Linked DNA regions of Mus musculus: regions 2, 3, 4, 5, 6 and 7 are each linked to region 1. A link is a contact called in public Hi-C, HiChIP or PLAC-seq and promoter capture Hi-C data. All regions are on one chromosome and are shown on one strand. The core of a region is the stretch at or near the end of the contact, and the rest is flanking DNA. Distances in the headings are between cores, read along the strand shown.

Region 1 (3,531 bases), core at 1,001-3,500:
ATATAGGATATCTGATTTGTTACCCCTGTTGGGGTCTCAACCTACAGGTTGAGAACCCCTGCACTAGAGCATAGACAACTCCATATCTTCAAAAATGAAAGAGTTTTCCGTCCCCCCAAACCACTACTTATATCTACCCAGTAAGGAGTAGGACCTGAAGATCATTTAGCCTATCTATGCCAGGATTTGCCTATTCAGTAAAGGGTGGGACCCGAACATCATTTAACCTGTTTATTCAAGAATATAGCTACTCAGTATGGGGTGGGACCTCAGGGCTAGTTAGCAAGTATACACCAGGATATTGGTATCTTCTCTGACTAAAGGCTGACATTACTACAAGTCTATAAGTGTAAGCCTACATATTTAGAAGGCAGTTTGACAAAATGAGCTCAAGACAAGCCTAGGAGCACATAAGACCTTATCACAGACCAGAAGACATGGGAAGAGGAAAAAAAAGGAGGAGAATATGGAGGAACAATAGCAACCTCAGCCACAAAAAGGAAAGACAACAAGAAAGCTGAAGATGTCCATCTACCAGCCAGGGAGACTGTCTGTCCTCCAGATTTGTATCAACATCAACATAAATCTCTATTATTTAAACTACACAGTCTTTCATATCATGTCCACAGCAAACAGAACACTGAATGTTAAGTCTTTCAGGCTACTCTTCAACTAGAAAATTAAACAGTTCATCTCAGTAGCTATGGTACAGTAAACAATGCTATATACAGTGATTGGATATCATTTACATTTGTTGGGAAGCTAAGTTTCTGCCAGACTATGACTGGAAAATCACCAGCTTCTTGCCCATAAGCTCTCAGGAAGCAGTGCCTGCTTCACTGTTAGAGCAGAGCAGCTTCAGTTGCCTGAAACCCACATGAGAGATGGGAGTGGGAATGTGTCTTTACTGGTAAACTGTTTGTCTAGCAAGCAGGAAGCCCTGAGTTCAATCCTAACCCAAACCCTAGCACACCTAACCCTAACCCCAGGTCCAATCTGAAACCTAACCCAACACTTCTTCCTGGCAGATAGTCTCAGGGGCGTCCCATCTCTCGCCATGAGAAATAGAAGGATCAAATATTCAAGGTCACTCTGCTACATAGTAAGTTCATGGTCAACTTGGGATACAAAATACCCTGTCTCAAAACTATAAAATAAAATGAAGACGCCATGGAAACTCAAGATGGTCCTTACACGATTCCCCAGAAGCCCCTCTAATTCTCCAACATTGTGTTAAATTTAAATATTTTATTGGGAGGGTACTACACTGGTATGCCTTTTTGTAAGTCATCTATGCTTGAGGTAGGAGTTCCTAGTAATGAGGGTACCCGAGTCACGTGCTTCTATAAGAAACTATAATAAGCTCATTGTTTTACCAAGCTGGATTTGAATGAGATTTTTTTTTTTTTGAGGCAGGGTTACTCTGTGTAGCCTTGGCTGTCCTGGAACTCACTTTGTAGACCAGGCTGGCCTTGAACTCAGAAATCCACCTGCCTCTGCCTCCCAAGTGCTGGGATTAAAGGCGTGCACCATCACCGCCCGGCAAGATCCTTTCTTTAATCTGTCAATGTCCTCTATTTAGGGTTTATAAACATTTATTTACATCTCCCCAAAGAGGGAAAAGTCCTGTGAGAACTTATCTCCAGTCATGAAAACCAATTAAAAAAATATGGACTTAAATACCAAAGCTAGAACAAAGTTTCTGGAAGAAAACATTGACGAATAGCCTTTGGATAGACAAAAATTTCTTCATACTAAGACAATAAAAAAAAAAGTTTTCAGAAATTTACCAGGATGATGGGAAAATTGTTTTAAAATGATGTACTTAGTACCGCCACTTATTTGCGAATTAACAATAAAGGGTTTATTCTTTTTTTTTTTTTCAACATTCAATAAACGATGACGACACGCCCATCACTGTGCTAGCAACTGAGGGTACCATAGTGAAGACATGGGTCCTATTGGGCAAGAATAACGTGGTATCAACTGCTTCACGAGGTCAGCTCTTGACAGTCACCCACTTGGTTCTGGCCACAGCCCTTGTGATTCGGATCTGCAAATGAAACTCCAAACAGGTCGCAGTTCCGGCTCCAGCCAGGAGAGGGTGGCCTTGCCCGGGATCAAGCAGCGCTGTCAGCTTACGGGGTCACCTCTACGAGCGGAACCAACAGGCTGAGATACAGATTTCAGAGGGGCTGGTAACGGGTAAGCACCGGGCGGGCTCATTCGCCTGGCACCGAAGGAAGTAACAGAGCAAGAGAGAGCGGCGGCTTCCTGCTGGTGGCTCCGCCCCTCCGCTCCATTCTTTCCCGACCCTGGCTCTCACCCGTCTGTCGCCGGGTTCCCCGGGAGCCCGGGGCTCGATGGTACCGATGGAGACGCAACTGCAGAGCATTTTCGAGGAGGTGGTGGTGAGTGCCACTGTCCGTAAGCCAGAGCCATGGCTCCGGGAAGTGCAGGCTGCGTGCGGCTCCAGGCTGCGGGCCTGGGCCAGCTCCTTTCCCGCCCCTATGTTGACATAGGCGTCTGAACCGGGGTGGCGGTCCCCCCATCCCCGGACTGCTGCCAGATCTAAGAAAGTGCTGTTAGTTCCCGCCGCGGTCCCCATAAAAGTGTCGTGCTCTATCTGTATTGCCCGGGAATATTTCTCTCGGGGACATCTCCCACCCCGCCCCCTTTTAGTAGTCAGATCGTTTACTAGTTTTTGTTTGTTTGCAGAAAACAGAAATTATAGAAGAGGCCTTCCCAGGGTGAGTATGTGGCAGGCAGATCTTTGTGTGTGTGTGTGTGTTTTTTTAATTGTTGTTTGTAGATTTATCTTTGTTAGATTCCACTTAAGTTGGTTTTGAGGAGTTAAAAAAAATCTACCTTGCAGGATGTGTACCTGTTTAAAACTAGCAGCAGATAATGTGATTTTTGTTTTTTCAGAATGTTTATGGATACCCCCGAGGATGAAAAAACAAAACTAATTAGCTGCTTGGCGGCCTTCCGGCAGTTTTGGAGTGGACTTTCTCAGGTGAGACATTTCATGTTGAACATCCACTTAATGACGTTTGACGCCTTCCTTTTTACTTTTTACATCTTCTTTGATCTTTTTCTTAAGATCGTTTAGGAAAGGGAAAAATAAGACTGCTGTCATTTTATGTAAATGTACTTACTGGAGAACCTGTGTTAAAAGTTCAAGGTAATAAGATTGCAGTGGGAAATGTTTTAAAAATTTCCTTCTATGTTATATTATGTAAGGTAGTTTTTATCCTCTTTGTATAAATTGGCTTTGAATGGAAACAGATATGCTAAACTTTTCTCGTAAAAGAAAAATGTCACTATTCAAAAAATGGCCCAGTATTTATAAATATGTCCTCATAAAGACACTGTGATAGAGTCCCCACTAGAGTAGTATTTCTCATGATGCACTGTAGACAGAGAAGTGAGCCGCTGGGCTTTCTGTGCCTGTGAGCTAGTATAAAATTTGCCACCCAGTTATGGATCCTAAAGGCAATATGTTCATGTTTTAAACTTTCTATTTTCAAC
Region 2 (3,698 bases), core at 1,042-3,541, 530 kb after region 1:
CTTCAAGACAGCACTGTCTCTACTGAAGCCAAATTGTTCCTAGCTTTCTTTCTAGGTACATGACAGGCACTCGGCACTACTGCTGTTAAAAAGTAACCTAGACAGAGGTTCTTAATAAGCACGGCACACAGATAGGCACACAGCACCTTGAACTGAGCCCAGCCTCTGTCCTGCTTGTCACTGTGAGCTGTGCACATGCTAATGCCAGAGTCCGTGGGAGCTGCATGTAGGCACAAGTAGGCTGGATCTTACTTACCAACTAGTGACTCAGTCTACTGTTCAGAAAACACCGTTAATGGGAAAGATTGAAAAACAGTCCCCAGTTGTCCAGTTAGCTCACATCTGAGGTACCGGTTTCCCAGGCTGAAGTTTCTAACATGGGCCAGAAAACCCATGCATTTGACAATTGAACTTGGAGCTTTGTTTTTGTGTGCCAGACCTCTGTGTGACCTCGGCAGTCGCTCTTCAGCTGGTCCCCTCCTTGGAAGTAGATGTGTGAGAACATGGGCAGCCAGCGGAGAAAGGCATGCTGAGCTTCTTTAGTGATTATCTTTAATTATGTTGGTGTCGACCGGCTCCTGTTTAGAGCAGGCTGAGCAACTCCAGTGCAGGGAGACTCGTCCTTTCCACATAAGCTTTCTTGTAGATAACAAGGACATAGATGTCCTTTGAAGACCCCGATAAGCTACTGACAGTAAAGTTACCTGGACTGCATTGTTCATGGAGATGATAGTCCATTACCATCATTAGTATTAATAACAGTGAAAGCAAGTAGTGGATTCAAACGTGTTGATTACTAGCCTTTGCTCCACTGTGAACTTTATCTTTAAACTTAGAAAAAGTATTTAAAATACCAGGTAAGCCTTTAAGCCTTTTTCACTTGCTTGCTGTCTATTTTCCTTGGAGTTTCTAGTTGGAGTGCCTTGGTCTGCTTCTAGATCTTTTTCTTATATCATCTGTATTGCTGTGTGTGTGTGTGTTTTAAATGATTGAAAGTTCTGCACAGGAGTTTTGAATGTCAGCCTAATTTCTATTCAGTCCCCATTCAAACTCTGACTGACAGTAGTCTTTTGATATCATGTCTTGGACAAGGGATGTAGCTCAGTTGGTAGAATGCTTGCCTCCTATCCTTGAAACTGTGGCTGCTGTCTCCAGTACTTCTTAAAACTGGGTGTGGAAAGCTAGTCTTGGAGCCCAGTGCTTGGAAGGTGGAGGCAGGAGGATCAGGTGTTAAGGTCATCATTGACTACGTAGTGAGGCCAGAGTCAGTCGTAAAAGGTACAGTGGGTCTCGCAGAGTCAAATCAGTTACTACTAAGAGGGACAGAGCTAGTTCATGTGTGTGTGTGTGTGTGTGTGTGTGTACGTGTGTACATTGTGTTATTATTGGAACTTGTTTTCAGTTTTAAGTCATCTTTGGACACAGAAAATGTCGCTTGAAAGACACTGCCAGATACTTGTCTTTCTTTAAGAATCATGAATTTTGTTCACAGCTAGGATTTTGGCTCTCGGTCCCCCCCCCCCCCCCCCAGTACAAGGCACTATTGAGCTTTATTTTTTTACCACCTTTTTATTACTTTGGCTTCTTTTTATTTTTAATAAATGATCAGTGTGTGAAATTTTAAGCCAAATGAGGAACAAAGGAATTGCTGGTTTTCAAAAGTTTGTCTTTAATTTTATATTAAGGAGGCAATGTTGGCTTTATTTTTAGAAATTAAATATTTTATAGTTTTTGGGTAATTTAACACCTGCTTTCACCTCTTCTTAAATAACTGGAGAAATCTCCAAGTTGTTTGTATCCTTGGATAAAGAGCTGACAGGGACTGTCAGTTCCATTCTGTGACTTGCCCAAATGCCTTTACTTGATGTGTCAGATTGTAGCAAAACTGAGATTAAAATCACAATTAAAGTGAGTGAGTTGCTTGACTTAAGACAAGCAAACCCCTTACTCCACTTATTCAAATAATATAAAATATGACAGGTTGGGAACAGTGGGGAACCTAAGGGTAATTAAGTGCAGGAAGTGGCTTCGCACACTGCCTGTCATACCTTGGTGATTTGTATAAAATACAAACAGCTGCGATTCCAAATGCCCCATCCACTTCAGATGCTCACCTTTGTGAGCTGATTCAGTAAAGCTTTGTCCATATGTCTTTGGTGACTTGCTTTCAGTTTTCTTCACAAAAATGCAAAATATTTGGGGCCTATTGCTCAATGGAGAGTTGCGTACATTTGCCTTTACACAGCATAGTACCCTCGGGAGAAGGGTTTGTATGGAGGGAGACTGCAGTTTTTGTGAGGGAACGGGTGAAAAGGGCAGTTTCCTGAGCTGCTGCCAAAAGGTCTGAACAATTTGTAGTAGCTCGTGGTTAGAAAATAGTGTGAGGCAGGGGAGACGCTGCAGACGGGCTATGGGTGAGAGAGAGAGTCCTTTCCGTGGTCACTACAGACAGGCTGTGGGTGAGAGAGAGTCCGTCCCATGGTCACTAAACCTTTGTGACAATTTAGTTTATAAAAGTGAATTTTAAGTCTCAATTACTAGAAATGATGCCTTGGTTGGTTTTGGACAGAAATCTGGAGAGATAGTTGCTTTAGCAGAAGTTGGACAGCGGTGCACTGTTAGAAGTAATATTTCTGCTTTGCTTATACTCTGATATTGATCGAGATAACCCATTTTCCCTTTACCTTATATGAAGGTAAACATGCATTTTACAGGCAGAGGGGGTGTCTTCCCGGGAAGCTAACTAGAAAGCCCCCCCTTCCACAAGCTCACATGTTGCATTTCATTTGGTATTAGATTCACACGTAGACAGTTCTGTAACTACTGGAACTTGCCACCTGCCTGTGCTGACAGTATCAAGCACGATGCTGATATCCGTACACGGGCGATGTCACCTGAATGGCTCCTGACAAGAGAAGCAGGTTAGAGAGGGTAGGGTGTCTTGTACCGAACAGCTCTCGGAGCTGGGATGTGGAGCCCATCTGCATGGTTCTAACTTTTTTAGGAAGTTACTATTCCAGATCCTTAGCCTTTAGAATAAAAGTCTTGAGGGATTATTCTTGTGGAATGTGCTTGGACATGTGGAGTGAAGGTAGTATTGGTTGGGTTCGTGTCTCGCCGAACTCTGACTTAAGTTAGCTTTTGCCACACATAAGCATCCAGTCATACAGTAAGCTTCCCTGGTGAGGAGGAGGGCTCCAGATGCTGCTGTGCTCCCTGCCTGACTTTTGGCTTTTGTTGCGGGCACCTAAGCTTTTCACTAATGCACGGAAGAAGCAGATTAGGGCAAAACCTCTCTCTTAATGTTTTGTGATACTCAGCAATGTTGATTTTAATAATTGTATTTGTGTTAAGCAGGTTTTGCTCCTCATCTAGCACAGTGGTTTTCAGTCCCACTGGAAGGCAGATCCATTGGTAGACAGAGCAGAGAGGCTACATCCTGTCAGAGCAGTGCTGGTCCTCATAGCAGGATGTTAAAACTGGGGAGGTTGAACAGTCCAGTTCAAGCAAGCAGAGGCCACAGGCTGTGTACCAGGTTCTTTAGAGACTCTGACTCATGAAGCTTTCTAATAGCAAGATGGTCCAGTTACTGTGGACGTGGAGGAAGAGGCTGTCTATCCATCTGCTCCCCCGCTCCAAGCTAAATAACAGAAGTTGACCCTTTGAGGGTTCTGTTTCCTGCCTTCACCTGATAACTC
Region 3 (3,810 bases), core at 636-3,135, 560 kb after region 1:
CAAAAATTCAGGTGACAGCAGATGCTGGCGAGGATGTGGAGAAAGAGGAACACTCCTCCATTGTTGGTGGGATTGCAGGCTTGTACAACCACTCTGGAAATCAGTCTGGCGGTTCCTCAGAAAATTGGACATAGTACTACCGGAGGATCCAGCAATACCTCTCCTGGGCATATATCCAGAAGAAGCCCCAACTGGTAAGAAGGACACATGCTCCACTATGTTCATAGCAGCCTTATTTATAATAGCCAGAAACTGGAAAGAACCCAGATGCCCCTCAACAGAGGAATGGATACAGAAAATGTGGTACATCTACACAATGGAGTACTACTCAGCTATTAAAAAGAATGAATTTATGAAATTCCTAGCCAAATGGATGGACCTGGAGAGCATCATCCTGAGTGAGGTAACACAATCACAAAGGAACTCACACAATATGTACTCACTGATAAGTGGATACTAGCCCAAAACCTAGGATACCCACGATATAAGATACAATTTCCTAAACACATGAAACTCAAGAAAAATGAAGACTGAAGTGTGGACACTATGCCCCTCCTTAGAAGTGGGAACAAAACACCCATGGAAGGAGTTACAGAAACAAAGTTTGGAGCTGAGATGAAAGGATGGACCATGTAGAGACTGCCATATCCAGGGATCCACCCCATAATCAGCATCCAAACGCTGACACCATTGCATATACTAGCAAGATTTTATCGAAAGGACCCAGATGTAGCTGTCTCTTGTGAGACTATGCCGGGGCCTAGCAAACACAGAAGTGGATGCTCACAGTCAGCTAATGGATGGATCACAGGGCTCCCAATGGAGGAGCTAGAGAAAGTACCCAAGGAGCTAAAGGGATCTTCAACCCTATAGGTGGAACAACATTATGAACTAACCAGTACCCCTGAGCTCTTGACTCTAGCTGCATATGTATCAAAAGATGGCCTAGTCGGCCATCACTGGAAAGAGAGGCCCATTGGACACGCAGACTTTGTGTGCCCCGGTACAGGGGAACGCCAGGGCCAAAGGGGGGGAGTGGGTGGGTAGGGGAGTGGGGGTGGGTGGGTAAGGGGGACTTTTGGTATAGCATTGGAAATGTAAATGAGCTAAATACCTAATAAAAAATGGAAAAAAAAAAGAAAATATCGAATAAAAAATAAATATAAAAAAAAAAAAAAAGAATTACATAAATGTAAAAAAAAAAAAAAAAAAAAAAGAAAGTTGTGTAGTGAAATTTGGGGAGGCCTATTTCTTTGTGTTTTCATTTTTATTTATTTTTTTTTGGTTGTTGAGAAGTAGGTGTTGATTTTTCTCTGGTCTGCAGATGATGTATTTGAATAGGAGAGTCTGTTGTTGCCTTGGGAGTGACAGTGTCAGGAGGTGCCCATTGAGCTGCCAGAGTATGCCTTGGTATTACTTCAGTGGTTTTAAGATAGCTTTTTCTTAGTTTTAGCTGTCATGAAATAGCCACATGCCATAAATATGAAGTTCAAATAAATATTCTTAATATGAATACAAATTATTTAATTTTTTTTTTTTTTTTTTTTTTTACTACTACTACTACTCAGAAGTTTGAAAAAGAAATTTCTGCCACTGTAGATCCAAATTTCCTGTTTGAGATGATGGTGGCAGGCTGTAACTTGCAGATGTATGTTTATCTACTTAAGTTTTGGTTCAAATGGGGATTTTTCTCAAGTTTTTATGTTTTCCATTCTAAATTAAAGCAACTATTATGTATATTAGTTTTAAAGTTTGGATCAGGAGAGTGCAGTTCCACTAAGCAGTTTGTAGGGGAAACTAGTCCTGCTTCTGGCTTTTATAGACTCTCTCTGAAAGGGAGGGGCTGTGATCAAGTGGCTTCCAACAGCAGGGGAAGATGGCTTGCAGCTGTGCTGTTTTGGTTCCCCTCCAGATAGTGTTTGTGTGCACCGTCAGAACATCTTAAAGCCCACCCTGGACAGGGTTCAACTCTATAAAAGGAGCACTGTCTCATAACCTCACATGCTCTTAGGGGTCCTGTTGGTGCTGGTGGTCTTCACTGGTTATTCTCTGAACTGAGCTTTTATTAGACTCAGGCCTCACAGTTTCAGAGTAGGAATCACAGTTGTAGTTTTTCTATCTTGTAAAATAAATGTAGTTGGGCCCTTGGTAAACACTCTGATGAGAACTGACCACCCTTCCTTAAGCTCTTCCGCTTTAGTGGTGAGTTTTTCAGTTCTCTGCCTTCATACATCCTATAGGTACACTGACACTCATTGGGTTGTGTTCCTCGTGGTAGTTTACTAAGTTCTGCTTTACAGATCAAGTTTATATATCAGAAGATGAAAGATTATACAGGAAATTCCAAACACCGAGAAGTTAAAAAGCAGAAGGGAACAATCGCTTCTCTTTGAAATTGTTTAGCCCAAGGGTTCTTGTGTGCTTCCTGTTTGTTTACATGGATTGTGTGTGTGTGTGTGTGTGTGTGTGGTGCCCCTCATTAGAAGCGATTTCCCCTCTCTTCTAAGATATTGGTGCCTTAGGTTACATACGTGGAGCATGTGTCATCCTGCCCTCTGTGAGGTGTGGTAGTTACTGCTTCCTGCCTTCCCAGTGCCAGCCAGGCAGAGCTTCTGTGGCCTGCTTGCCTCTCCCTCCTGCACCACACTCTCTTAGCACCCCTTAATCTTTGTGAGTCCCTACAGCTGCCTTCCTGTGTGTGTCTGGATGCCTCCCGGCATTCACATTCAACGGCTGGCTCCCTTCTTGTCATCTCACACTGTTTCTTGAAGTTCCTTGAAAATTCATTGGGAATGTCTTCCTTACTCCCTTTGCCCCAGGGCTCTATCCCCTCTGACACTACCTGACCTAGCAGTTCGAGCCTCTGTCATTCTGTCACTACCCAGCCTTTCATTCTTCAGTCTAGTGTTGTATAGACACCTCAGTCAAGTACCATCCAAGTAGCTTTGATTCCTTTGTTCTTATTCCTGGTCTCTTTGGAAGGTTCTTTAGGCCAGTTGTATTCCTCTTTGTCTTTTGACTTTAAGGAATTCTGTTCTCCTTTCCTCCACCACCTAGCTTCCTATCAGTCATGTCTGTTTGCTCACTAAACAGTTCCGCACCCCACCTCTTTGTACTTCAGTTGCCCCATCAGGAATCCTCCGGAATCGTTGGGGCAATCGTGTTATCAGCTTCCTTTCATTGTATCACTTGTTCTCAGACTGCCAGAGCAGTCATCCAGAGACACAAAGTTAATATTAGTTTCCATCGCCTAGAGGCTCCAGTGAGAACTTCTGAGTTCAGTACTGACCAGGCATTGTTTGGCTGTGACTTCCGTTTTTCCACCTCTACTCCCCACCCTTTGTTCCAGGCAGATGAGGCACTCCCCGTTCTCTGCAGCACATTTATCTTTAATGGTCGCAGGCCCTTCCCCACTGTTCCCACAGTCTGGAATGTACTTATGCCTTCTTATCATCTGCCAGGAAGCTCCCCCTATCCTTCAAGGTCACTTTGGGAGCCTTCTCCCCTCATCAGTCACTTACTTACTGTTGAATTGTCTGCGCTTCCCTTATCGTGCTTACGGTTAATGAGAGGAGGGTTATTCCAGCCCTCCTCTCATGCTGCCAGGAGCCACTTTCCTTAGAGGTCGGTAGCCTCAGAACCAAAATCAAGATCTCATAGGCAAAAGCAATGATGATGTACAGGCTTGCTGGCGCGTAGTTGTGTATTGTGCTGAACCGAGGGCACTTGTGTTGAGAGTGTGTTTTTACTCAGGGGTACGATTGTCTTCTTCAATTCAAGTTTGAGTGCTGAAGTCACAGAAGCACATGC
Region 4 (3,824 bases), core at 1,023-3,522, 810 kb after region 1:
TGATTCTTTCCTTATATGGTGTTGAAAGGATCATTATTTATCTTTTTTTGGAGGGGGGAGGGCAATACCACGGATCCGGACCCAGGGCCTGGATCCACGGGCTTGGGAAGAGCTTTACCGCTGAGCTCTACATACGTCCAGGCTTCTGTTCACTTTTGTTTCTGCAACAGAGCCTCACCAAGCTGCTAAAGCAGGCCTGATTCTCTGAAGTCTGCTGAGCAGCTGGAATTATGGACCTGAACGATCAGACTTGACCATTATATACCTTTGAGCAAAGAAACTATGACAATTTGAATAGTAATATAAGTTGGCATGAGAGTAGATTATATTAAAATCCTACATTCATTGTTTTGGTATACTGATACATTTTAAAAATAATTTTTAGGCACTGTGTTTAATTTGAACTTCTACCTGGGTCCTGATTCTTGTAAAAAAAAAAAAATAGGAGGAGAATTTTAAAATACAGGATGTCAAAATTTCCACCTCAGACTTTATAAAGAAGAGCACCATGTACATGGTGCAGCTAGCACGAGTCCCTTTTTGATGTTGACGGGATAAAGATGTAAAGAAGAAGAAGGAGGAAAATGATCAGGGAAAAGGTGGCCTCTCCAGAATGTACCATATTGCCAACCAAACCGTAGAAAGAGATTTACACACACACACACACAAAAGCCTTAAGAAGATTATTGTTTTATAGATGACTTTTCAGAGGCTTCAGTGGGAAGTAGAAGATGGGTGAATAGATTGCTCCAGCCCTCCAGTCAGTGCTCATAAAACGGGGTGAAGGTTTCTCTTCTTTGCTTTTCTGACTGTATGGGTGTAAAGGCACAGAGTTGCTTACAGAAAGCACGCTCTGGATTTCAACCCACCACCAGTCTCCGAAGGACCCTGATCACTTCCTGTCCAGAGGCCTCGCTGATATTTCTATTTTCCTTAAGTTTCTAATTTTTTAATTAAAAAATGTTCCAAATAGTGTACTTTGATCATATTTCCCCGCCTCCAACTACTCCCAGGTAATTTCCACCATCCATGCAACTTCATGTAAATGTGTTCTCTCTTTGTCTCCAAACCACACAAGAAACAAGAACAAACCAACAACAAACAAGTGACTGAGAAACAAAAATCAAGACAAGCAGGCAAAAGACTCACAAGACGGGGAAAAAAGGCAAAGCAAAGCAAAGCAAAGCAACAGGAAAAAAAAAAAGTACACATTGAATTTGTTTTATGTTGGCCAACCATTTCCGGGGCCTGTCCTGGAGTGTGGTTCATAAGCCAAGTGAAATTCCATCGGAAAAATGGATCTATTGGAGATGACTTCCTGTTATGTGTGGGACTTCTCTGTCAACTTCTCCCCTATAGCCCTGGGACCCATACTGGCATGGACTTGTGCAGGCCGGCTGCATGCTTCACAGTCTCCGTGAGTCCGTATGTGCACCAGTCCTGTGGTGGTTGGAAGACATTGTCTCCTCGGTATTCCCCATCACCTCTGGCTTTCCTCTTCCTCTCCACCAGAGCTCCCTGAACCTGAGCAGAGAGATTTGATGAAGATGCCTGTCAGCACGTTGTCCTACTATGGATCTCTGTGTTGCTTCCCATCTACTCCCAGAAGCTTCTCCGATGTGGGTCGAGTGCATCACTGATCTATAGATATAGCAGCATGTCACCATGCTGACTGACATTTCTTAAAACTTAGAAATGAGTGAAGGGCTTCGCACACACTGAAGCAAGGGCAGCTCTGGGCCCTGATCACTTCCTGTCCAGAGGCCTCGCTGATATTTCTATTTTCCTTAAGTTTCTAATTTTTTAATTAAAAAATGTTCCAAATAGTGTACTTTGATCATATTTCCCCGCCTCCAACTACTCCCAGGTAATTTCCACCATCCATGCAACTTCATGTAAATGTGTTCTCTCTTTGTCTCCAAACCACACAAGAAACAAGAACAAACCAACAACAAACAAGTGACTGAGAAACAAAAATCAAGACAAGCAGGCAAAAGACTCACAAGACGGGGAAAAAAGGCAAAGCAAAGCATAGCAAAGCAACAGGAAAAAAAAAAGTACACATTGCATCCTTGCTTTTCCTCACGGAGAGCTTTCTTCTTGCCAGTTTTCTACAGAGTCACTGGTAATGTTCGCTGTTTTGCTCAACCCAGAGTGCTTCCCCTCATTTTCAGGGGTATGAAAAGGTCTATTAAAAAGGCTTCCTAGATCCTTTCAGTTAAAACAAAACCTGGGGAAGTGTCACTGTGCCGTTAAGTGTGGCCACTTGGTGGCGCCAAAAAGTAACCTTAACCCTTACAAAGAGCAATAGAAAGATAAACAGACACGCTTTTGATAAAGGTGTATTGCGACTGTGTACTTCTTCTTCTTTTCCCTTTTTATTTAAAATGAAGATGGTCAGTAGTCCAAGGAGTGAGTGTAAACTGGAAAAGTCTCTCAGTTCTTTTATCCTTGACCTATTTAAACTCAACTGCCATGGCTTTCAAGTATGTTCCTTGGGGAACTAGACTGAAAAGTGATGTCTGATGTTTACAGAGCCCTGGATACATGCATCACACGGTTTAGCATATAAATATTTCTATTGTTCATTTTTTTGTGAGTTTTCATTTTTCAAATCCTTACCACACTGTAGTTAGAACAGTATCCGTCACTGTCAATTTACATGGAGAAGCTGACTCGAGAGTGATAGAGCCGGGATTTGAACCCACCATCAGTCTCCAAAGGCAGAGATTTCATCTCTGCACTTGGTTTGTGTCCAAATGATTCTTTATAGGAAGGAAGTTTACTTCCATGACATTTGTACGTATGGTGTGTGTGCATGTACATTTGTGCATGCAGATAAGTATGCATGTGGTTCCGACCCAACTTGATGGCTGGTGAGTGCCTTCCTCTGTTGCTTCTCATCTTTTTTTTTTTTTTTTTTTAAGACTTCTCGCTGATCCTGTGGCTTCTTCTTTTGTTTAGATTGGCGGTCCAAGCCCCAGGGCTGCCTCTGTCTTTGCCTGACTAACATTAGGATTATACATGTGTGCTGTGGTGCCTGGCTTTTGTATAGGTTCTGAGGATCTGAACTCGGATCCTCATTATCCATTTGAGTCATCTGCCCAGCCAGCTCTTCAATAATTTTAACTCCTTGAAAAGAAAGGTTTTTAAAAGAAAAAGCCTTTTAAACATCCCCACCCCCACCCCCAATATCAGAAAGAACATTTGCTGCTGTACTTTTAACATGGGAAAAAATGACACTCACATAATTTTCCTTGTTTCAAAATTTCAAGTTGAAGCTTGTTCTTAAAGATTCACAGGCACATTTGGTCAGGGACTCCAACAGTGCCAGGCTAATGCTTTTGGAGTCTAGCAGTGCCAGATAATTCCTGCTTTAGCCTGAAGTCCCTGGGCAGCAATCTCCAGCAATATTCTCAGTTTCACGAGGCAGTTGTGTTCTTCACTTTACTGTTAGAAAAGGAACTTGACCCTTGGCCTGACCTTCCCCCTCTATTACAGCCTGAGGGACGAGTGGCTAACTCTCCAAGCTGAGCCCTATAAAAGAGGTGAGATGCCCTTTCTCAAAGTCTTAGGTGGGTAGTGATAGAGAGAGACACCCAGTACACATGCACATATCTCTACACATGAATTGCTCAACATGGCTTTAGTGTCTCTTTTTTACTTTGCTGTTCCTGTTATTTGTTGGTTACAAGGGATGTGCTAGTGGGAATCATGGGACTCTATTTTGGATGCTGCCAACCACAAGTGGAGCCTTCTTAGCTAGTTAACAAATTTGTGCTATTATCACTGAGGCATGCACAGAGAGTCCTGAGAGGGACCTA
Region 5 (3,594 bases), core at 802-3,301, 760 kb after region 1:
TTCAGTCTACAGAAAAGCATTACCGACAAAAACAAACAAACAAACAAACAAAAACCAAAAACCAACCAACCAACCAAACAAACATTTACTTTACGCAGGTGTCATGTAAGACCTTCATTCCCTTTACCTGAAAGTCATCCCACATGCTGCAGGTACTGAGGAAGGTGCTAGTATAAGTGACTGGGCCAGGACCAGGGAACAGTGTGAGAGTGTGAAGATTTAGCATTCAATGGGATTCCTTGACAAGCCTGATAGAGCGTGAAGAAGTAGCATTCAATAGGATCGGTGTGCTTGCTTTTATACAATTCCCCCCTCCCCAAACAGGAAAGAACCCCATTCACGAACTAAATTTGGACCCATATTGTTGACAGAAAAATTTATTTAAAGGTTTGCCTTCCCTATGACTATGGTATTAGAACCATAGTCCGTTCATCCTCTGAGGGGTTTAGGACAACACTTGGCTTGGTAGATGAGAGATCTCTTTGTTTTCTTATTACTCTTTGCATTTGCCTAGGGATTTAGTGCTACCTCCTCATGGCTCTTGATCTGTCTTTGTTGTTATCACACCATCACACACAGAGGAAATACAGTTGGTGTTCTCGATCTTGGCTGTGTGCATCTCCTGCCACATAGCTGCAGGGATCCCAAGGACATCATTTATGGGCTAGGTCGCTGAATAATTTACTGTTCATACAAAGGCCAGCAATGGGTACTTTTATCTGTTGATCTCGCCAGGAGATGCCAGTGCTCAGTCAAATTGGGATTGAAGAGGCCTTACGGCAAAGACTAGAGAGTTCCCGACAGGGAAAGGAGAGCCTTAACTTGATGCTAACTAGCACTTTCACTGCATAAAAACCAAAAGCCCAAACCCCAAATAAAAGAAGAATCCAGACAGGCTATAGTGGGGTAACTAGTTATGTTAACTCAGGAACTGAAATCTCCTAAATAAACCAGTAGTCCACCTAAACCAGTAGAATCTATCCTTAAATCTCTCAGAAATTCCAAAGCTGGCACACCACATCTAAACTTTACCTGTTTCAAGTTAATAGTGCAAGAAGATCGATGCTCCAGCATGGAGAGTGTGTGGTTTATTTACATCTGTATTTGTGCTTTGATTTATTTATTTGGAGATAGAGCCAGAGCACTCTTCTGCTTTGGTTGTTTGTTAGCTGAGAGCCCTCTGAGACCAGAGGGTCAGAAAAGGAAATGAATGAATGTGATGAGCCACTCTGCCTGTTTCTTCCTGTGTGTTGTCAGCTTTTCCAGGTTGTCAGTTTTGAATAATGCAGAGTGTATATAGACACTTAATGTCATCAAGATGAGCCTAAAAACAAGAAGGGCTGGTGACACAGTGGAACACACTCCATCAGAGAGCAAGATCCTTATACCAGGGGGCATTTTGGTATCAAGTTTATTCACCTACTGTTCTTTGTTTGACTTGTTTCATTTTATGTTCCAAAAAAACCTGAAATGGAAACATGATCACCCTGTACCACTTTTATCATCCTTTGAAGTTATGCTCATTGGCTGTTAAGGACGCCACATGGTACCAAAACAGATGGGTACCTGTGCACACCATAAGCACGGAAAAGATTGATTTGCATTTTGTACAAGAAAAGGGTTATCATGTCTTTTGCATCTGGGTGTTTCTTTTCCAGGAGATAAATATGCATGTTTGATGAATATTCAAAGGAGCCATCATGACCTTAGCCTGAGTGAAGATCCCATATTCTGGAAGTTTGTAATCTCTCCTACAAACTAAAAATCTTCACTATGAGTCTCAAAGCACCTGCAGACACATCTTTGAATACATTTCACCATGTGTAGTCTCTTTGACTTTGCCTGAGCCCCATCTGGGTCCTCTCCAGGGAGGTAGAGTTCAGCAGATTCCAGATGTTTCTGGCTTTGAACTGGGAGAGTAGGTGGAGGCAAAATAAAGGAGCTTCTAGTCTTCATCGAGTTTCCATGATAAAACCACGGAAGGGTGTGGGATATGGCTCAGTTGGTAGAATGCTTGCCCAGCCTGAAACTCCAGGGTCGATTCCAGCACAGCACAACCTAGGTGTGGTGGCGCAGGCCTGTTATCCCAGTACTGGATAGGAGAATAGGAAGCTGAGGTTACTCTTTCAGATCTTATACAAAGAGTTTGAGACGCCAGGCGTTGGGAGGCAGAGGCAAGCGGATTTCTGAGATCGAGGCCAGCCTGGTCTACAAAGTGAGTTCCAGGACAGCCAGGGCTATACAGAGAAACCCTGTCTCGAAAAACAAAAACAAAACAAAACAAAACCAAAAAACCCAAAAAAGAAAAAACAAAGAGTTTTAGACTAGCTGGTTTGGGCTACTTGATTCCTTCTCTAAAGAACCAACCAACCAAACAAACAAACACAAAATTGAAGAGGCTTAGCTTTAAAGGAATGGTGAAGGTACTCACATTAGTTAAGGAATTTGGGAGAGATTTTTGGAAGGGTCCATTACAGCTTAGTATTTATCATACAGTTATATTACATTTCTTTCTATTATTACTATTTATATCCAAAAGGTTATAAATATTGATTTGGGGCCATGCTTAAAACTTTATGTTTAGAGCTGATCTTTTTGATTGCTTTATTGGTTTCAAACATAAAAATCCTAAGTTAGGTCTCTCACTCATTCAATTGTGTCCTGACTAATGTTCAGCCCCGGCATTCCATCACACACTTGGATGAATAATGCTGTCTCACTCCAGATTGAAGCAGGGGAAATTTGCAATTCCCTCAAAGGATTGGAAATGAGCCTGTTGTCAAGCTGCCAAAGTAAATTAACAAGATTTAAAATTCACCATAATATCTATCAGAAATTTAAATGACTGGTAATTAAAGCAGGCCTTGCTCTCTCATGGCGCGTGCAGCCTGATAAAACAGCTCTGGTATTTTACCTCACCACTTCTGGGTGTTTTATTATATCTACTTGAGCACCAGGTGGCTTGTTCTGTAGAGTCTTATAGTCTATTAAATTCTAAACATGGTATAGTGGTAAAACACAATAAATATTTTATGCCACGGGTGAGGCTATGATCCTCAAAGTTACTTTGTGCCCTTGGGTTCTGTAAGAATGGTATTTTCTATAAAAATATTTGCTTATCATTATAGGAAGTTTTAAGGACACAAAAGGGAGAGACTCCCCGTAACATCACTTCATGGCAGTCATCATTAGCATGTTTGTGTGTGTTTACTGGGATTTATGTATTTTTGCTACATATTCTGAAATAGTTGTCATCCTTTTCCATATGAAACCATCTAAATATCTGTAAACCACCATTTTCTAATTAAAGAAGTAACTCAGTGAGAAGATAAAAGGAACCCAGAGTCTCATGGAGCAATCACCTCTATTAAAACGTCGGCATCTGCATATTATAACCCTTCGTTGTGTGTAGATGTATGCATTTTGAAGCCAGAGTGTTATTGAGGTAGTTGTCGGAGCTTGGGACTGGTGATACACTTACTTTGCAGAACCAGGGAAGGAAAGATGGATTTTAAAGAAACAGAAGATGTTTCTAGGTCATTTGGCAGTGAGAATGGTTTTCACTTTCTTGCCAGGAGCTGCTGCCGATGTGTA
Region 6 (3,584 bases), core at 1,023-3,522, 510 kb after region 1:
TTGTTTCTTAATACCACTACAGGAGGGTTCCAGAACCAGCTGTAAGGATGCTGAGAGTCCTTCATTTTCTGAAATCAGCCGAACCCAAACTCCCCATGAAAACAAATGGAACCACTTACAGACTTGAGAAAGGTGATGGCCTGCAAACACCACACCCAGATACATACTAGAAAGAAGGCCTGGCTTTCATTTGGAGAAAGATGCTTTGCAGTTAAGCCAGGCTTGGTTTCGCTCACATTACATGACAGGGATGGGCCAGTTGTTGCCTAGGTTTCCCATCCAGTAAGCAAGTGTCCTTAAGTACTTTTTCCTCCTCTTTTCTAGACAGTTGGATATAAGGATTAAAGTGGGAAGATGACAAGTTAGAGATGACACCAAGATGTGTGAGGAGATCAAATAAACCTTCTCTGCAGGGAGCCTCTGAAGGCCTCTTGTAACCCCCATCTCCCTCGCCTTCTTCCTCCCTGCCCTCATTCCAGCCCAGCTTTGATTCTTTCAATGGAACTTTTCAGCTGCGGACACAGAGAAGACAGTAGAGAAATGGACACCAGCCGTCTGTCTCTGATGGCAGTGGGCAGTCTTACACTGCTGTCCATTAGAATCTTCGCCTTTTCCATGGCTTTTCAGACGTGTGGCACACAGTGGGTCCTTTGTCTTTCCTTCATCAATGCTGATGTTTTTGCTAGTTTTGTCTATGTGTTTTGGTTGGTTCTCATTATTGGTAGCAGGTGGAGGGACTTGGATGATAAACTAAGATGATGTAACATGCCTTCTTACTGTCTGCCTTTTTAAATGAATGGCTTTTACCCATGGTTTTTAGGTTACTAGTTGCCTGGAAGCATTGTGATTACATTCCTTTCATATGTATTTTTTACCCAGATAATTTAAGTTATGGAGCTCAGAGACTTTCATCTCTACATCTATATTATGTATTTGTGAAAAAGGGAATTCAACATTTAATCAGAGCACTGCTATTTTTATAACTGTTAATTGGCAGAACTCTCGAACATTATCTTGTTTTTGGTGTATTATCTGCAGTCATTCCCACGGTATCTTCTACAGTGTGCTTATTTAACTGGTCTTGCAAAGGAACCTTTCCTCACTTACCCATGCCTTTGCTACTTGGTGTCTTTTATTTTGAAATTCTCATTTCATTATGTTTTCATAATGGCGACTTGTTAAAAAGACATGATGCCACCTCATGTCTTCTAAGACCTTTCCTTTCTCTGACTGGGTTTTACTGTTTCTGTGGTGTATTTAGCTCATCTTTCTGTATCCCTTATTTCTGTCAAAGTAAAAGTCTGTCTGAAGAATTCAAACCAGAGTAAACATTTTAGTAGAGTGTTTAACAGCCAGACCCATTGCATCATCGCAGGAACCATACAAGTCAGTAGTAATGAAGGTGATGATTTTTCGATTGTGAAATCATGATTTCCCCTTTTATATCATCTAGGAGGAGTGAAATTTTGGCAATACATATACGTCTAGTTCTTCATCCAACTTCTACCTAATATAGTATCCATTGGTGGTTTTTACCAGTTATCTTCCTGGAATTAGCAAAAGTTATAAAAAGGATTTTTAAAGAATTGGAGTCAAAATATACAAACTTTTTATCTTGATCTTTTTACAGCATATAGTTCAGTATTACAATTTTTTTTGTGATGTGCCGATCTTAACTGCACTGAAACTGTATATTCTAAAATGGTATTTGATGCTTTAAAAAAAAAGATTTATTTTTATGTGTGAGTGTTTTGACTGTGTGTGTATAGTGCACCCACCATGTGTATGTATCCTGGGAAGCCAGGAGCTGTCGGGTCCCCTGGAACTTGGGTGACAGGAGTTGTGAACTCCTATTTTGGTGCTGGGAACTGAACCCCAGTCCTAAGCAAGAGCAGCAAGTGCTGTTCAGCTGAGCCAACTTTCCAGCCACCTTAGTTAAACAGCTCTAACTCTCTTTGCTAAGTGGCTTTCCTTTATCAATGCGGGCTCGTTGTTTACCATAAAATAGTTTTAAAATAGGAAACACTGGGTAAATGTTTTAATTTTTTTTGCTTTATTGCATTTCGGAAGGGGGCTTAATAGTTAGACCCGTTTCTTTTTTTCTGTACTAATAGAAAAAGTTTTGGGCTTTAAATGTTGCCAGATGTTCAAGCGATTTCTACAGCCTGCGGCCTGTGGGAGGAGGGGGGAGTGGTCAGGCTGTGGGACCTGCGGAAGCAAGTTGCGTCCTGGGAGGGGTTACTCTTGCAGGCATGCTGGGAATCTCGGCCTCCTCTGTGCCCCTGGCTGCCTGGGGTAAGCAGCCTTGCTGGACTTCACTCTGTCAACTACCATGAGCTCTATTGTGGGCGTAGGAATGGTGGCGCAGACTCACTGTGGACCGAAACCTTTGATTGAACCTGTGTGCCAAAATTAAGCTTTCATCCTTACAAGTTAGTTTGTCTCAGGTATTGTCACAGCAGTGGAAAGCTAACCAGAAGCAGTCTGCTTCCTTCTTGAGTATTGTCACTGATTTAAGATTTTTTTTTTGGGGGGGGGGGTGCTTTTTTTTTTTTTTTTTTTTGGTTTTTGAGATAGGGTTTCTCTGTGTAGCCCTGGCTGTCCTGGAACTCACTCTGTAGACCAGGCTGACCTCAAACTCAGAAATCCGCCTGCCTCTGCCTCCCGAGTGTTGGGATTAAAGGCGTGCACCACCACATCCGGCCGATTTAAGAATGTTTATATATTCTGTGGATTTCAAGCAGTTACGCAGACATTTTTTTTAACCTTCTGAATCAGGGTCTTGCTGTTTGCTGGATTACACTGTGATTGGCCAGTCATTGTTTTTGTATGATGTCCAGGTTTCCTAAGTCCTTTTATTTTTTTCTTTTTTAAATTTAATTTTATTTACATTCTAGACGTTGCCCCTCTTCTTGGTCCCCTCCCCGTGTTTTTCAACCCTCCCCCCCAGAGGGTGCTCCCCCACTGCCCACCAGGATCCCCCTTCCCTGGAGCATCAAGTCTCTACAGGATTAAACTCATCCTCTCCTACCGAGGCCAGACAAGGCAATCCTCTGCTGCATACCTGCCTGGGGGGTCACTGGGTGGCTTTTCTTTCAGTCTCTGCTCCATTTTTATTCCTGAGTTTCATTTAGGCTGGAACAAATCTGGGTCAAAAAAATTGAAAATGGGAGGGTGTTCCCCTGCCTCAACAGGGGGTCATGTCTATCTACTGGAGGTGGTCTCTTCCATCTCCCCACTGTTGGGCATTTTGGCTAATGTCATCTCCATTGAGTCCTGGTAGTCTACATCCAAGGACTCTGGGACACTCTAGAGGTTCCCCACCCCCACTCCCAGTCCCCACCGCTGTATATTTTGATTCATTCTCCTGGCCCCCTGGGTTTCTTTCTTGTCTCTCCCCATACCTAATCTTGTTCCTTCCTTCCCCTTTCTGAGTCCTTTTACACTGGCTCTTTTCTTTTTTTTTAATTTAGAATACCATCAAATCCCCATTAGCTTTCACACAAAACAGTCTGTGATGTAAAGAAGTGTGAAGCTGAGTGCTTACACTGTGATGTTGCGGTAAATCTCCCAAATATGCCCGG
Region 7 (3,790 bases), core at 766-3,265, 670 kb after region 1:
TTTTTTCTGAGGTTTGGAATTCTTAAATATCTGGGTACAGAATTTCTAGAAGTCTGTTCTTGGGGACAGGGAGGGGTGTGATGAACTTTATGAAGAAAAAGATGTTTGGTGTGGGTCTTGTAGAGGACAGTGCAGTGTCCCTTAACCATCCTGCAGGAGAGCCCTTTGGAGCCCAACAACCCTTCACAAGGGTCACCAAGGACCATCAGAAAACACAGATGATTCATAACTAGCAAATTTATAGTCATGAAATAGCAACAAAAATAATTGTATGGTTGGGGGTCATGGCAACATGAAGAACTGTGTTAAAGGGCTGCAGCTTTAGTGAGGTTGAGAACAGCTGGGCTCCAGAGTTCTCCTGGAGGCCCTGAAGGGAAGCAGCATTTTGTAATGCAGTCTGCCATCTCGGGGTTCCCTGTGTTCTAAGTCTCACTGTACACATGAGCGCCCCTAGTTGTTCGGCTGCTGGGGCCTGATATTAGTAATTACTTAAGAGCACACAGGAATGCTTTGCTTGATCTTGGCGAGTTTTTGTAGACTGAGCAGAGACTTTACAATCGTTTTAAGACAGAGACTCATGTTATAGTCCAGGCTCAACTCAAATTTAAGCAAGTCTCCTGTCTCAGCCCCCTGGGTGCTAGAATCACAGCTGTGTACAACCATACCAGCTTTCAAACTTGTTTTTTTCAGTAGTTTAATATGAAACCGTCCAAATTAAGAAGCGGGTTGACTTTAGTGACGTGCCTAAAATAAGCATTAACCTTTATGGCATCTAGAACTTACTGAAAAACCAAATGAACATGCACCCTCTCAAAACACAGCTCGGCTCCAGAGCAAACAATCTCAGTCCAGGAACAAAACGCCCACAGCAGATCACCTAAAGCTTCTGAATGTATCCCGTGGTTTCCGGTTGGTTGGTTTGTTTGTTTTTTAAATCTACCCATCTTATGGAAAATCTCTGCTGCAGTCCAGATCCAATGTTTTGCGTTGGCTAAACGCCGATAGCACAATGCTTAGAACATTTCTTAAGCAGAAGTTCAGAGGCTGAAGAAGGCATACGCACATGTACATGATCATGGGTGTATACATGTGTGCAGAGTCATGAAAACCTGTGTGTGTGTGTGTACTATGAGTCCATCTTGACCTGCTGTATGCCTCACTTCACGCTTGAATCATTTTCGAGGTTCTGAAGGTTTATCTTGAGAAGGAAGCAGCAGAGATAAGATGTGGGGGTAGTACGATGGACTAGTTCCCACCTGGGCCATTCAAATCCCTTAAGTCTCTCAGCGGCACTCAGTGTCAGTGGGAGCCCAGTGCACGTGTGACTGACAGTAGTCCTTGTGAGGACTATGACATATACACACACATCTGTTACGTGGGGGAGGCAGACCGTGGACAGCATAGAGTCTGATGCCTTGAGAAATAAACAAGCAACCCTATGTCCAATTCGGTGATTCACAGTTGACTGTCTACGGGGAACCACAGTGAAGGACGCCCTATAGCAAGTGGACAAACCCTACGTACCTCATAACTTACAGAGTTGAAAGTATCAAACTTTGCCCCGTTCATCAAGAAAGGGCTGGAGGGTGGGGGAAGAAATCTGTCAATCAAACAGGTACATCTCCCCAGCTTCCCAGAGCACCTGCCGGCTTGGGTGTGTTTCAAGGATGAACCAAACCCTTCCTCGTGGGGTCTCACACTTACCTGCCATCAGTTTGATCCTGAAGTAGGCAAGAAGGAGGAGAAGCAGCAAGGTCACAGGCAGGAAGATCCCCAGGACCAGGACAGGGCCGGGGAGTTCCTGCAAGAAGATTGCCAGCACGGAGCTCATGGTCCCCACTGCTCGGGACAGGCGACTTGGCTCTGCTCTGTGGTTGTCCTTTCCCGAAGTTCTGGCCTTTGCTCATGCTTTTCCATGAAACCTGTTGTGGACTTTGCTCTGGCTTATTAGTGGAGTGAATACTGGAGCGCTGTTGGCAAGTTACTCTGTAACTCAGCTACAGTTGTAGAAGAACCGAAGAGTAAACCTCCCAAGCTGTCCTGGAGATGCGTCTTTGTCTGACAGGAAGTGGGATGGTCCTGGTAGGCTGGGGTTAAATATCTGACTTCAAACAAATGCCCTTCTCTCTATGTGTTTTCACAGAAACCCAGGCCCAGGGAGAACATTTACCCCTCTTCCTACATTTCAGAGCTGAAAATGTCGGAATTGTCATGGTAATGCCCATAGTTGATGTGACAGATACTGAGAAGGAAAAACACGCTTGCCACATGTGAAAACTGCCTGGTTGGTTCTGCTCTGAGTGCCTCTCTGGAGGGCACATTGATGGATTTGACAATCACTTAATTCTACTAGAGCCTGACCTTCAGTCTGGAAGTCAGATATACGCAGCAGAGACGTAGATGATAGCCGCAGGTGAGTGGGGGGGGGGGGGGGTCCAGACAACGGCAGGGCCCTGCCCTTTCCTAACTGCTGCAGCTCACTTTCCTCTCCGCTGTCTACTCATTTGCCTTGGCCCAAAATGCAGGCTGTTATGACAACTCCAGACTTCCAGGATAAGAGACGGCAATAAACTGGCAAATGCCAAGGTTCATGATCATCTATTGACTACCAGTGAGCTGCCTTGTACCAATTTAGGGGAAAACTTCCAAAGCTACTAGACTACTAAGGTTGACTAAAAGACTCATTTCCTAACTCAAAGGATCTTTAGAGACTTTGGAAAAGTTTGGGCTTTTTCTTTTTAAATTTCATTTTTATTTTATGTACATTAGTGTCTTGACTGCACAATATATCTGTTTGAGGGTGCCAGACAGACCCCTGCAACTGGAGTTACCTGCACTCGTGAGCTGCCATGTGGGTGCTGGGAATTGAACCTGGGTCCTCTGGAAGAGCAGCCAGTGTTCTTAACTACTGAGCCATCTCTCCAGCCTCAAGACCGAGGGAAAGTTTGCAGGAGATTGGTAACCACATTCAGGGCTTCACTTCCGACTTGTGTCCCCTCTCTGTCCCACCCCATAGGCTGCTGCTGGTGGGAAGCTGACAGAGTCCACTTTAAAGGACTGCCTTCAGTACCATCTACATTCTTCTACCTGGGACTGTGTGTGGCCATGCGGACAGGCTCTCACCTTCACTAAACAATTCAACTGGTAAGGGTAAAGGGGCCGGGGGGGGGCTTGCCTGGCATCCCTGAGTAAGTAACAAAGTTGGAAGGAGAGTGTTAGAACACCAGTATTGAGCCTGCATTCATTGAATGTATTTCCTTCTCTTCCTCTCTCCACAGAGGGCTGCTGCTGCTGTGGTTTGTGCATGCTCTCTGTTGAGATGGTTATTTGGTGCTTATTCAGCTGGGCTAGAATGCTGATTTGTAAAGTGTCAATCTTCAGAGAACCTTCATTAACTGGAGGCAAACAGGTTTGATGTTAGCCAGCTGCTAGGATGGATGTTCTGTATCCACCCACTCGGCAAGGCTTACCTGAATGCCTAGGCTTCGTTGAGTGTGGAGAAGAGGCAATGTGAATAACAGCGCTTAGCCCCAGATTCACATAGAAGCAAAGCTCTGGGGCGGCGCTGACTCGTTCCAATGAGAGGTCTGGGCTGTTCACAAAAAGTTCTCAGTGTCTGGAGCCTGAATAGCTGAAGCAGTCAGCTCAGATGCACATAAGCCCGAAGCATGGCAGGTCTGCGGAGAAAGGGAAAGAATAGACAGGGGCAGAAAGGCAGAGCTCATGTGGAGTTGAAGCTGGAAAGAGAGGTATTGGAGCTTATAGACTCTTTAGCCCTACTCAGGACAAT

The links. Promoter capture Hi-C pulls out the DNA fragments that hold promoters and counts their contacts. HiChIP or PLAC-seq counts read pairs in DNA pulled down with a chosen protein or histone mark. Hi-C and Micro-C count contacts between places; a contact is called where the count stands out from the background.
Region 2: a CTCF HiChIP or PLAC-seq map of the NIH/3T3 cell line shows a contact between it and region 1, with 5 read pairs. The contact joins the enhancer-like site here to the promoter of Med23 in region 1. A contact is called at or near these places in 3 of 39 promoter capture datasets (hippocampal neurons and liver), 1 of 15 datasets of contacts at CTCF or cohesin (the NIH/3T3 cell line), 1 of 484 Hi-C or Micro-C datasets (adipose-derived mesenchymal stem cells), 3 of 115 datasets of contacts at active chromatin or transcription factors (astrocytes, microglia and pancreatic cancer cells) and 3 of 9 other capture datasets (liver, macrophages and pancreatic islet).
Region 3: a promoter capture Hi-C map of embryonic stem cells shows a contact between it and region 1, with 2.2 times the contacts expected there. The contact joins the enhancer-like site here to the promoter of Med23 in region 1. A contact is called at or near these places in 5 of 39 promoter capture datasets (embryonic stem cells, hippocampal neurons, liver and 2 more), 4 of 115 datasets of contacts at active chromatin or transcription factors (bone marrow-derived macrophages, epiblast stem cells, microglia and 1 more) and 3 of 9 other capture datasets (adipose tissue, liver and pancreatic islet).
Region 4: a contact with region 1 is called in a Hi-C map of the N1E-115 cell line, with 4 times the contacts expected there. The contact joins the enhancer-like site here to the promoter of Med23 in region 1. A contact is called at or near these places in 3 of 39 promoter capture datasets (the HPC-7 cell line, hippocampal neurons and pre-B cells), 1 of 484 Hi-C or Micro-C datasets (the N1E-115 cell line), 1 of 115 datasets of contacts at active chromatin or transcription factors (large pre-B cells) and 1 of 9 other capture datasets (adipose tissue).
Region 5: an H3K27ac HiChIP or PLAC-seq map of embryonic stem cells shows a contact between it and region 1, with 8 times the contacts expected there. The contact joins the enhancer-like site here to the promoter of Med23 in region 1. A contact is called at or near these places in 3 of 39 promoter capture datasets (liver and pre-B cells) and 1 of 115 datasets of contacts at active chromatin or transcription factors (embryonic stem cells).
Region 6: an H3K4me3 HiChIP or PLAC-seq map of the SCID.adh cell line shows a contact between it and region 1, with 7 times the contacts expected there. The contact joins the enhancer-like site here to the promoter of Med23 in region 1. A contact is called at or near these places in 5 of 39 promoter capture datasets (cranial neural crest, fetal liver, hippocampal neurons and 2 more), 2 of 115 datasets of contacts at active chromatin or transcription factors (the SCID.adh cell line and pancreatic cancer cells) and 1 of 9 other capture datasets (pancreatic islet).
Region 7: a promoter capture Hi-C map of liver shows a contact between it and region 1, with 6 times the contacts expected there. The contact joins the promoter of Smlr1 here to the promoter of Med23 in region 1. A contact is called at or near these places in 3 of 39 promoter capture datasets (liver and stem cell-derived epiblast-like cells), 1 of 115 datasets of contacts at active chromatin or transcription factors (bone marrow-derived macrophages) and 2 of 9 other capture datasets (adipose tissue and liver).

Annotation. Positions count from the first base shown.
Region 1 is chr10:24,867,736-24,871,266 of GRCm38.p6, forward strand. Med23 (mediator complex subunit 23) reads left to right here and starts at 2,251. Exons shown (of 30, transcript NM_001166416.1): 1 at 2,251-2,411; 2 at 2,719-2,750; 3 at 2,929-3,016. The coding sequence starts at 2,364.
Region 2 is chr10:25,398,015-25,401,712 of GRCm38.p6, forward strand. The region is part of intron 1 of Epb41l2 (erythrocyte membrane protein band 4.1 like 2); the gene reads left to right. Among named protein-coding and RNA genes, the nearest start is that of Epb41l2, 40 kb to the left of the region's middle. Within about 2 kb of position 2,292, at least 14 of the 459 cell types and tissues checked have an H3K27ac peak or open chromatin away from gene starts, as enhancers often do. A contact at or near this core is called in the NIH/3T3 cell line, where this site is marked.
Region 3 is chr10:25,424,361-25,428,170 of GRCm38.p6, forward strand. All of the region lies in intron 1 of Epb41l2 (erythrocyte membrane protein band 4.1 like 2), which reads left to right. Among named protein-coding and RNA genes, the nearest start is that of Epb41l2, 66 kb to the left of the region's middle. Within about 2 kb of position 1,886, at least 128 of the 459 cell types and tissues checked have an H3K27ac peak or open chromatin away from gene starts, as enhancers often do. A contact at or near this core is called in adipose tissue, bone marrow-derived macrophages, embryonic stem cells and 3 more, where this site is marked.
Region 4 is chr10:25,679,174-25,682,997 of GRCm38.p6, forward strand. No RefSeq gene overlaps it. Among named protein-coding and RNA genes, the nearest start is that of Gm36543, 33 kb to the right of the region's middle. Within about 2 kb of position 2,273, at least 7 of the 459 cell types and tissues checked have an H3K27ac peak or open chromatin away from gene starts, as enhancers often do. A contact at or near this core is called in the N1E-115 cell line, where this site is marked.
Region 5 is chr10:25,630,525-25,634,118 of GRCm38.p6, forward strand. All of the region lies in intron 3 of Gm29571 (predicted gene 29571), which reads left to right. Among named protein-coding and RNA genes, the nearest start is that of Gm36908, 11 kb to the left of the region's middle. Within about 2 kb of position 2,052, at least 8 of the 459 cell types and tissues checked have an H3K27ac peak or open chromatin away from gene starts, as enhancers often do. A contact at or near this core is called in embryonic stem cells, where this site is marked.
Region 6 is chr10:25,379,914-25,383,497 of GRCm38.p6, forward strand. All of the region lies in intron 1 of Epb41l2 (erythrocyte membrane protein band 4.1 like 2), which reads left to right. Among named protein-coding and RNA genes, the nearest start is that of Epb41l2, 22 kb to the left of the region's middle. Within about 2 kb of position 2,273, at least 51 of the 459 cell types and tissues checked have an H3K27ac peak or open chromatin away from gene starts, as enhancers often do. A contact at or near this core is called in pancreatic cancer cells, where this site is marked.
Region 7 is chr10:25,534,257-25,538,046 of GRCm38.p6, forward strand. Smlr1 (small leucine-rich protein 1) reads right to left here and starts at 2,016. Exons shown (of 2, transcript NM_001195596.1): 1 at 1,705-2,016. The coding sequence starts at 1,831. Gm29571 (predicted gene 29571) reads left to right here and starts at 2,130. Exons shown (of 4, transcript NR_136909.1): 1 at 2,130-2,413; 2 at 3,017-3,144.